Linked DNA regions of Pan troglodytes: region 1 is linked to region 2. Evidence: chromatin contacts called from public HiChIP or PLAC-seq data. All regions are on one chromosome and are shown on one strand. The core of a region is the stretch at or near the end of the contact, and the rest is flanking DNA. Distances in the headings are between cores, read along the strand shown. Region 1 holds the start of LOC129144559. Region 2 holds the start of EGFR (epidermal growth factor receptor).

Evidence for each region. HiChIP or PLAC-seq counts read pairs in DNA pulled down with a chosen protein or histone mark.
Region 1: a contact with region 2 is called in an H3K4me3 HiChIP or PLAC-seq map of stem cell-derived excitatory neurons, with 4 times the contacts expected there. The contact joins the promoter of LOC129144559 here to the promoter of EGFR in region 2. A contact is called at or near these places in 2 of 7 Hi-C or Micro-C datasets (induced pluripotent stem cells and stem cell-derived neural progenitor cells) and 1 of 1 datasets of contacts at active chromatin or transcription factors (stem cell-derived excitatory neurons).

Annotation. Positions count from the first base shown.
Region 1 is chr6:61,030,785-61,035,642 of NHGRI_mPanTro3-v2.0_pri, forward strand. It overlaps LOC129144559, which reads right to left and starts at 1,788. Exons shown (of 4, transcript XM_054687553.2): 1 at 1-1,788. The coding sequence starts at 152. It also overlaps the pseudogene LOC741841.
Region 2 is chr6:60,794,139-60,799,281 of NHGRI_mPanTro3-v2.0_pri, forward strand. It overlaps EGFR (epidermal growth factor receptor), which reads left to right and starts at 1,888. Exons shown (of 28, transcript XM_519102.9): 1 at 1,888-2,438. The coding sequence starts at 2,351.

The DNA.
Region 1 (4,858 bases), core at 538-3,037, 240 kb after region 2:
TGTGGCAGGGAAGGCGGGAGCCCGGTTCCTTGCCGGTGGAGCCGGCGGCTCAGCCGGGCCCCGCACGCACCGGCCCCGCAGGGCCAGGTCCCTGCCTCCAGGCCCACCTTCGGCGCTCGCAAACGTCCGGGTGGCTGTGGCCTGGCCACCATCCAGGCCTCGCCCACCGGCAGTTGCCCGGGTCCACACAGGGACAAGCTCGGTCTCCGCCGCGTCCCGCCTGAGCCTCGCCTGCGCCCAGGGGACTCCACGCTGCACGGGGAGAGGGCCGCTCCGTGTGACAATGCAAGAAGGGCGAGCTCTCTTTTCCACCTCTCATCTCAATGTGAACGGCGCCCTGGATAACAGAACTGTTCAGGGACTTCTGAGGAACTCGGCCAACGCTCTTGCCTCCCTACATTTTCCCGAAATCTGCCTTTCAAACAGGCTTCCTCTTGTCACAGACGAACCCATCTCCACGTTAGAGTGCATCGTGGCGTTTCCTATTTTCATAAAAGCCAGCGCCCTGGAATTGTCAGTCTGTTCTTACACTGTGAGTGTAACGGCCCGCTGTTAAATCTCAGCAAACCCTCGCGCGCCAGAGAGGCCAGCGCCAGAGCCCGCGCCCTGGAACGCGGCGGACCGCGGGTGCCCTCTGCGGGTGGCGCGTGGCCTGCGCAGCGATCAGGCCCTCAAGTCCCGAAGCCCCAGCGCCAGCCTCCGAAAAGCCGGCCCGGCAGGAAGGAGCCCAGTTCCTGCCCACTGCCTTCCGACGTCCTGTAAGTGGACCCCGCTGCCCGGGCCTCAGTGGTCTGGTCTGGAATGAAGAGTCTGAGCCAGGTGGTCCCAAGCGCTGCCGGGCTCCCACATTTTCTGACAATGAGGTAATCAGTCACGGGCACTTGCCAAGGTTTGGGCACCAGACTCTTTGACACCTGGTGTAGACTCAGCAAAATCCCATGATCCACTATGCCCTTCAGATCAATGGACTATCACCTACTTCATTCGGACTTTTCGACCTCAGGTGAGACTGGAGAGAAACCTGGGACAGAGGAGACAGCTGGCTGAGATTCCCGTTCCTGCGTCTGAAGGGTATGGAGAGTCCCTAGACAGTGGCACTCACGCCTGCTGCGCCCTGTGCTGCAGGTTGTACGCGATATAAAACATGACACTGACTGCCCGTGAGGATCTTGACAAGTTGTTTTGAAGATGGCATTTTGCTAAGTCCCTGAGGGTCACTGGTCCTCAAAGCGGCATGGCGGCATGGCGTGGCTGGTTCTGCCACATGCCAGCTGTGTGACCTCTGAGACTCCACTTCTTCAGTGCTGAAAATAAAGAAGGAGTTTTACTAAGGACCAAACAAGATAATGAATGTGAAACTGCTCCACGAACCCCAAAGAATTATGCACATAGATGCGATCATTAAGATGCGAAGCCATCGAGTTACCACCTGGCATGCTTAAACTGTAAAGAGTGGGTCAAAGTAAACTGAATTGGAAAATCCAAAGTTATGCAGAAAAACAATAAAGAGGTCTTACGTAGCAATACCGAACTTATGTCAGGCACTATTTCTCAAAACACAACTCCACTGAGATGCTCCAAGGAAAGAAAGGATTTTGTGGGCAAAAGCTTGATGCCCCTCCAGGGCACTCACAATGCTCGTCAGCACACAGAGCTACAAATAGTTCAGATTTTGCCACCCAATTTGTTGCCAAAAACATTCAATTTCCAGATCTGCTTTGGATTTCAGAATTGCAGATTCAAAACATTGTAAACCCTGGATTAAAACCCATTAAAAGTTTCCTGTCTGAGTTGCTCCTATGTCTCTCGTCTCTTCAGAAGAATTTATCTTTCTCTTTTTGACAATCATTCTTTCATAAGAATTGGTCTTTCAACCTACTTTTAGTTCACCTAGTTGTTGGAAATTTAGTAGAAAAAATAACCTTGCCATTTAGGGTTGATTTAGGTTAAAATGTCTAAGGTATATAAAGTGCTTATCATGTAACAAGGCACACGAGGGTTTATTACGTGTCATACTTCTACCACCTGTGGTGGAAGGGGTTTCTTGTGGCCTCAGGTCATGCAGGAGGGATTCCACCCCACAACTGCTCCAAAAAAAGCACCCATGCCACCACCTCACACCAATATTCTGAACCCCACGATAGTGACCTAACAAGTGTAAATAATAGTGAAAATCACAGGACAGACTAGTTGAACTCAGGACTGACCTAGAACATATGATATGCCAGATGACATGAGAGATGTAGACAGATGACATGAGAAAATGAGATCAATTGTCTAACAGTTGATTCATCCTTCAATGCCAGATTTTTATCTGCCATATAATTCTTACTGATTATATAGGCTGAAAGGCAGAGGAGGGATGATGATTCTATCCAATGAATATGGAGAATGGCTCCAAATTTTAACTCTCTAAAACATCACCATGTGCTGTGTCTTTTCCTACAAATCAGGATCTTTTTTCAACCAGTACATACCTCCTTGACCTGACAACACTTAATATAGGCAAAAAAAAAAAAAAAAAAACTGTTCCCAAGTTGAGTATAATCATATCTGTAATTATATCCATAATCACAAGGATAACCACGGTTCCCAAATTAGGTATAGTCATGTAATAGCAGGCCCAGTTCTGGGCTTTCTATGCCTTTTATCTGTTTGTTGATCCTCATGCCTGTGCCACACTGTCTTGATCACTGTAGCTTTATTGGCTTTCTATAAGTTTTTTGTTTGTTTGTTTGTTTTTGAGACAGAGTTTCGCTCTGTCGCCCGGGCTGGAGTGCAGTGGCGCGATCTCCGCTCACTGCAAGCTCTGCCTCCCAGGTTCACACCATTCTCCTGCCTCAGCCTCCTGAGTAGCTGGGACTACAGGCGCTCGCCACCACGCCTGGCTAATTTTTTGTATTTTTGGTAGAGACGGGGTTTCACCACGTTAGCCAGGATGGTCTCGATCTCCTGACCTCGTGATCCACCCTCCTCGGCCTCCCAAAGTGCTGGGATTACAGGTGTGAGCCACCGCGCCCGGCTGGCTTTCTATAAGTTTTGAAAGCTGGCAATGTAAGCCTGCCAACTTTTTTTCCCCTTTTTTCAAGATGGCTTTGCAGATTCTAGGTGCTTTGCATTTCCATATAGATTTTAAAATCATTTTGTCAATTCCTACAAAAAGTCCTGCTGGGCTTTCACGGAATGTATACACCTATTTGGGAAGAATTGCTATCTTAATAATAGTGACTCTTATAAGCCATAAACATGGTATATATTTCCATTTATTTAAGTTTTCTTCAATATTTTCACCACCATTGTGTAGTTTTCAGTATAGAGGTCTTACACATTTTTGTTGATTTACTGAAAAACATTGCATGTTTCTGTTCTTACAGTAAATATAATTTTTAAAATTTCATTTTCTAATTCTGTACTGTTAGCATACTAAATTTACATCGATTTTTGCATATTAACCATATAGACTGCAACTTTTTATTAGCTCTAGTGGTCATTTTGTAGATTCCTTAGAATTTTCTTTTTAAGTTAATCATCTTTTTATTGGGGAAAAAAACTAGCATTTACAATTCGGAATGGAAGTAAACTGTAATTTGTTGAACGGTAATGTTGATGACTGTGCTGAAGCCCACAGCCACAGCTTACTCTGCTGGCTCAAAGTCATGGTTCAGAAGGTTTTAAAAGCAGAGTCCAAAGATGCTCCCTTGGTAAAGGTTTTTTGTTAAAAATGTGTGTGAACAGTGACAGCCGTTTCACTCTAGAACAATGCAGACAACGCTAAATCAACATACGTGGGCATGCCACCAGGGTATGTCATCGTCACCATGGGTCACAGCACACAGAAGTACAAGATGACCATCCCGCTAGTGGGGCTACGTCTCAACAGTTTATCCTTCACCCCATTTTTCTGCACATCATCCTAAGATAAACCAATTTTAAATGTTCGTTTTCAGTAAACCAGTTATGACAATTTATACTAAACAAATTGAACCAGAATCCATTTGAATAGGTTTTGGATTTGTTTTCCCCTTTTTTTTTTTTTTTAAATACAAATGGCTGACTGCTCTCAGTCATCAGGCTGCATGCATGAAAAACTGGCCGGCCCAAACAGTGTATTAATCATGACTAAATGGAACTTTGAGGAGTCCTTATTATTAAGGTAGTACATGTACTTATATTGTAAAACTGATGTGTAGCTTGGTCTTTAGGGGACAGGACCACCAACAAATACATGCAGATTTTGTGTGTATGGATAGAAGGTACTTTTGACATTCAGTTTTGCTATACAGAAACAGAATGAATCAGTTGGGCATGGTGGCTCACGCCTGTAATCCCAGCATTTTAGGAAGCTGAGGCGGGCATATCACTTGACTCCAGGAGTTTGAGACCAGCCTCACCAACATAGCAAAACCCCGTCTCTACTAAAATACACAAAGATTAGCTGAAAGTAGTGGCTCACGCCTGTAATCCCAGCTAATTGGGAGGCTGAGGTATGAGAATCGCTTGAACTCAGGAAGCAAAGGTTGCAGTAAGCCAAGATTACACCACTACACTCCAGCCTGGGTGACAGAGCAAGATTCTGTCTTTAAGAAAAAAAAAGAAAGAAAGAAACAGAAACAAAAAATTAGAAACTTTTTTCTTTTTTCTTTTTTCTTTTCGCAAAAGGTAAGTAAAAGATTCCATTTGATTCTTCTAGAACAGGGAAAAGGGGTTGGAAGTAGGTCTTCATTTTGCAGTCATCATCTGTATTAATTCTTCATAATCAACTTGTCTGTCTCCATCAATATCTGCTTCTCTCATCGTTTCATCTACTTCTTCATCTGTTAGTTTTTCTCCTAAGTTTATCATGACATGACGTAGTTCT
Region 2 (5,143 bases), core at 638-3,137:
CCCTAACTGTGCAGGGCCCTAACTATGCCAGGCTACTTATCTCTCTTAAGAGGACTTCATTAGTGCCTGCTCGGCCATACAGTTTTTTACTTACCAAGTAACACAGTTATCAGCACACTCCAGGTACTAGCCAAGGACTACAAAATCAACGTGAATGTCAGCTTTTGTATCAAAAGCTCAAAGGAGAAACTCAAACTTTACATAGATGTCCCATGAAGATGTTCAGCAAACCCATTCTTCTCTGTTCCCTGGAATCCATCCCAGTATTGTGCTATGTGTGTGTCTAGTAATTCTTTACAAAAAGCTCTGTTTCTTGTGATGCCATCAGATCACATTGAAGAATATACAAGCCGTACTATGAAGGCTGTTGTCTCATATAGTCCTAACGTAGTGAGAACTGATGTTCTTACATGCTGTCTTTTTGGGCACTCAAAGAAATTCCTGTGCAGTCTTACAAATCAGTTGTAGCTTAAATTGATTTGTGTTGTGACTTGTACACACAGGTCACATTCCCTTGACAGAAAATATAGTTTAAAACCAAATTTGCGGCCCTTGTTAAATGAATGCACAGGACTTTATCGTATTCAGGTCTTTCATTGTAAGACTCACTCCTGTCTTCATTTTATGTTCCACTGTTGTGCTTCCCATTTGCCTTTCTCTAGTTTTGTTTTCTGTGTTTCTACGGACTGCTCTCAGCCCAGGTGTGCAGGAAGCACACACATGCCTGCAGAGCCTTCACGGCCTCTGCATTCAGGGCCTGACTTCAACGCACAGTGGCTGTACTGATTTGTTAAAACAAAGGAACAGATTACTTCTCCTAATACACAGGGAAGTTCCAGGTTGTGCGGGCAGTGAGCAGACCTGTGTCTGTCTGCGCTTGCCCTGGTGAAAAACCCCACCGTTCAGGCTGCAGGGTGCGAGACCCAGGCACAAACATTTTGCTGGATGCGGAGGAAAGATGTAAGGTTGCTCCCCTTCAGAGACAGCAAAGGGCAGGTCTGTAGCTTCACTTACTTCAGGATTGTGATTTTTGACAGAGCCGAGAGATCAGGGTTGTTGCACCAGGCCTGAAGGTCCTAGTGAATCTCGTGAAGAGAGGAGGGGTCTGGCTGTAACATGGACCTAGAGGACATTTTTACTGCAGGAGAAGGAACAGTGGGGATGGGGTGGACTTGCCAAAGGAATATAGCTCAAGTTCCTGCAGCCCAAAGAAGCTCAGTTTCTTTTGGCCAAAGCTTCCGCGAGTTTCCCTGGCATTTCTCCTGCGGGAGCTACCGGGGCAGTGGAACACTTAGCCTCTCTAAAAGCATCTCCACGGCTGTTTGTGTCAAGCCTTTATTCCAAGAGCTTCACTTTTGCGAAGTAATGTGCTTCACACATTGGCTTCAAAGTACCCATGGCTGGTTGCAATAAACATTAAGGAGGCCTGTCTCTGCACCCGGAGTTGTGTGCCCTCATTTCAGATGATTTCGAGGGTGCTTGACAAGATCTGAAGGACCCTCGGACTTTAGAGCACCACCTCGGACGCCTGGCACCCCTGCCGCGCGGGCACGGCGACCTCCTCAGCTGCCAGGCCAGCCTCTGATCCCCGCGAGGGTCCCGTAGGGCTGCAGGGGAGGTGGGGACCCGAATAAAGGAGCAGTTTCCCCGTCGGTGCCATTATCCGACGCTGGCTCTAAGGCTCGGCCAGTCTGTCTAAAGCTGGTACAAGTTTGCTTTGTAAAACAAAAGAAGGGAAAGGGGGAAGGGGACCCTGGCACAGATTTGGCTCGACCTCGACATAGGCTGGGCCTGCAAGTCCGCGGGGACCGGGTCCAGAGGGGCAGTGCTGGGAACGCCCCTCTCGGAAATTAACTCCTCAGGGCACCCGCTCCCCTCCCATGCGCCGCCCCACTCCCGCCGGAGACTGGGTCCCGCGGGGGCCACCGCTGTCCACCGCCTCCGGCGGCCGCTGGCCTTGGGTCCCCGCTGCTGGTTCTCCTCCCTCCTCCTCGCATTCTCCTCCTCCTCTGCTCCTCCCGATCCCTCCTCCGCCGCCTGGTCCCTCCTCCTCCCGCCCTGCCTCCCCGCGCCCCGGCCCGCGCGAGCTAGACGACCGGGCAGCCCCCGGCGCAGCGCGGCCGCAGCAGCCTCCGCCCCCCACACGGTGTGAGCGCCCGCCGCGGCCGAGGCGGCCGGAGTCCCGAGCTAGCCCCGGCGGCCGCCGCCGCCCAGACCGGACGACAGGCCACCTCGTCGGCGTCCGCCCGAGTCCCCGCCTCGCCGCTAACGCCACAACCACCGCGCACGGCCCCCTGACTCCGTCCAGTATTGATCGGGAGAGCCGGAGCGAGCTCTTCGGGGAGCAGCGATGCGACCCTCCGGGACGGCCGGGGCAGCGCTCCTGGCGCTGCTGGCTGCGCTCTGCCCGGCGAGTCGGGCTCTGGAGGAAAAGAAAGGTAAGGGCGTGTCTCGCCGGCTCCCGCGCCGCCCCCGGATCGCTCCCCGGACCCCGCAGCCCGCCCAGCCGCGCACCGGCGCACCGGCTCGGCGCCCGCGCCCCCGCCCGTCCTTTCCTGTTTCCTTGAGATCAGCTGCGCCGCCGACCGGGACCGCGGGAGGAACGGGACGTTTCGTTCTTCGGCCGGGAGAGTCTGGGGCGGGCGGAGGAGGAGACGCGTGGGACACCGGGCTGCAGGCCGGGCGGGGAACGGCCGCCGGGACCTCCGGCGCCCCGAACCGCTCCCAACTTTCTTCCCTCACTTTCCCCGCCCAGCTGCGCGGGATCGGCGTCAGTGGGCGAAAGCCGGGTGCTGGTGGGCGCCTGGGGCCGGAGTCCCGCACGTGCGCCCCGCGCTGTCTTCCCAGGGCGCGGCGGGGTCCTGGCGCGCACCCGAGGGGCAGGCGCTGCCGACCCGCCGAGACTGCACTGTTTAGGGAAGCTGAGGAAGGAACCCAAAAATACAGCCTCCCCTCGGACCCCGCGGGACAGGCGGCTTTCTGAGCGAACCTCCCCGCCTCCGCCCTCCGCGCAGGTCTCAAACTGAAGCCGGCGCCCGCCAGCCTGGCCCCGGCCCCTCTCCAGGTCCCCGCGATCCTCGTTCCCCGGTGTGGAGTCGCAGCCTCGACCTGGGAGCTGGGAGAACTCGTCTACCACCACCTGCGGCTCCCGGGGAGGGGTGGTGCTGGCGGCGGTTAGTTTCCTCGTTGGCAAAAGGCAGGTGGGGTCCGACCCGCCCCTTGGGCGCAGACCCCGGCCGCTCGCCTCGCCCGGTGCGCCCTCGTCTTGCCTATCCAAGAGTGCCCCCCACCTCCCGGGGACCCGAGCTCCCTCCTGGGCGCCCGCGCCGAAAGCCCCAGGCTCTCGTTCGATGGCCGCCTCGCGGACGTCCGGGTCTGCTCCACCTGCAGCCCTTCGGTCGCGCCTGGGCTTCGCGGGGGAGCGGGACGCGGCTGTCCGGCCACTGCAGGGGGGGATCGCGGGACTCTTGAGCGGAAGCCCCGGAAGCAGAGCTCCTCCTGGCCAGCACCATGGTGTTTCAAAATGGGGCTCACAGAAACTTCTCCTCAAAACCCGGAGACTTTCTTTCTTGGATGTCTCTTTTTGCTGTTTGAAGAATTTGAGCCAACCAAAATATTAAACCTGTCTTACACACACACACACACACACACACACACACACACACCCCGGATTGATGTCCCTGGTTCAAGTGTGCCAAGTGTGCAGACAGAACATGAGCGAGTCTGGCTTCGTGACTACCGACCATAAACCCACTTGACAGGGGAAACATGCCTCGGAAGGTTTAATTGCACAATTCCAACCTTGAGCTGCGCGGGTTCCAAGAGCCAGGCCCGTACTTGCTGTTGATGTCATTGGCTTGGGGAGTTGGGGTTTGGTGCCCAGCGCGGTCGTTGGGGGAGGGGCAAGGCATAGAACAGTGGTTCCCAGACCTTGCTGCACATTGGAATTACCTGGGATTAAAAAAAAAAAATCAAAACAAAAACCAGTGTCTGGCTCCCGCCCCCAGACATTCTGATTTAATTGGCATGGGGCAAGACCTGGACTTGGGATTTTTTTTAATGCTCTTCATGTGATCTGTTGGGCAGCCAGATTTGGGGATCACTAGACGGAAGAAGGATTGTTAAAGTCTCCGGAGATGTTACTTGCCAATGCAAAGAGCTCTTTGAGGACATCTGGAATTGTTACAATATTGCCAAATATAGGAAAGAGGGAAAAGGTAGAGTGTGATTCCAATAATAAAGGATTCCGCTTTTCACTGAAGGAACTGGTGGAAAGGTTTCTTCTCTGCTGAGCCTGCAGGCCCGTCCTGCCTGCCTGGGGTGCCCGGGAGACGCGGGCCTGCTCCGGAGACTGCTGACTGCCGGTCCTGTTAGTCAGGTGTCAGCCCTGTCTCTGCCGAAGAGACTCTTCTCTTTATTTTAAATTAAACCCTCAGAGCACCACCAAAGCATCACTTTTCTCCCTCCATTGGTGTTCTCATTCTTTGATGTTACTTGTTTGAACACCACTATTAGTAGTTGGAGATTTGTTCCTGAGAAAAATATAAATACCACTTAATTTGCCTGTTTGTCCCGCATTCACTCAAAACAGAATGCTCCTGAAGACAAGAGAGAGAGTAGGTGAACAGAAGCTGTTCCATTACAGTAACATAAAAGACTGGATTTTCAGGGGCAAATTATTAAAATAGGAGATGAGCTCTTTTAACAGAAATTTGTTTAAGGCCGGTGTCTATCAAATTCAGTGGATTTTATTCAAGATGCACTTTGTTTAGTGGGAGTTTTGTTTGGTTCTGGGACATGCTAACTTCTAGACTTGCTGCTCTTAGAGGTAATGACTGCCAGACACCATTTCATGAGTCCTAATCCCCACATTAAGCATAAGAGGTGCACACTCTCCTCCTATGGGGGAAACTGAGGTAGGAAGAACTAAAGTGACTTTCCCACAGCTGGTAGGAGGCAGATGGGAAATTCACACCAGGGGCTTCCGACTCCAGATCCCTCTCTCAACTTCCAAACTCCACTGCCTTGTCCGAGTTCTGGTTTCAGGAGATCCAAATCAGGTGTGTGCAAATGTCTAATGTCAGAACTGGCAAGGGGAAAGGGCCCAGGGAGCCGGCTCATGAAGATGAGCCTGTCTGAAGCT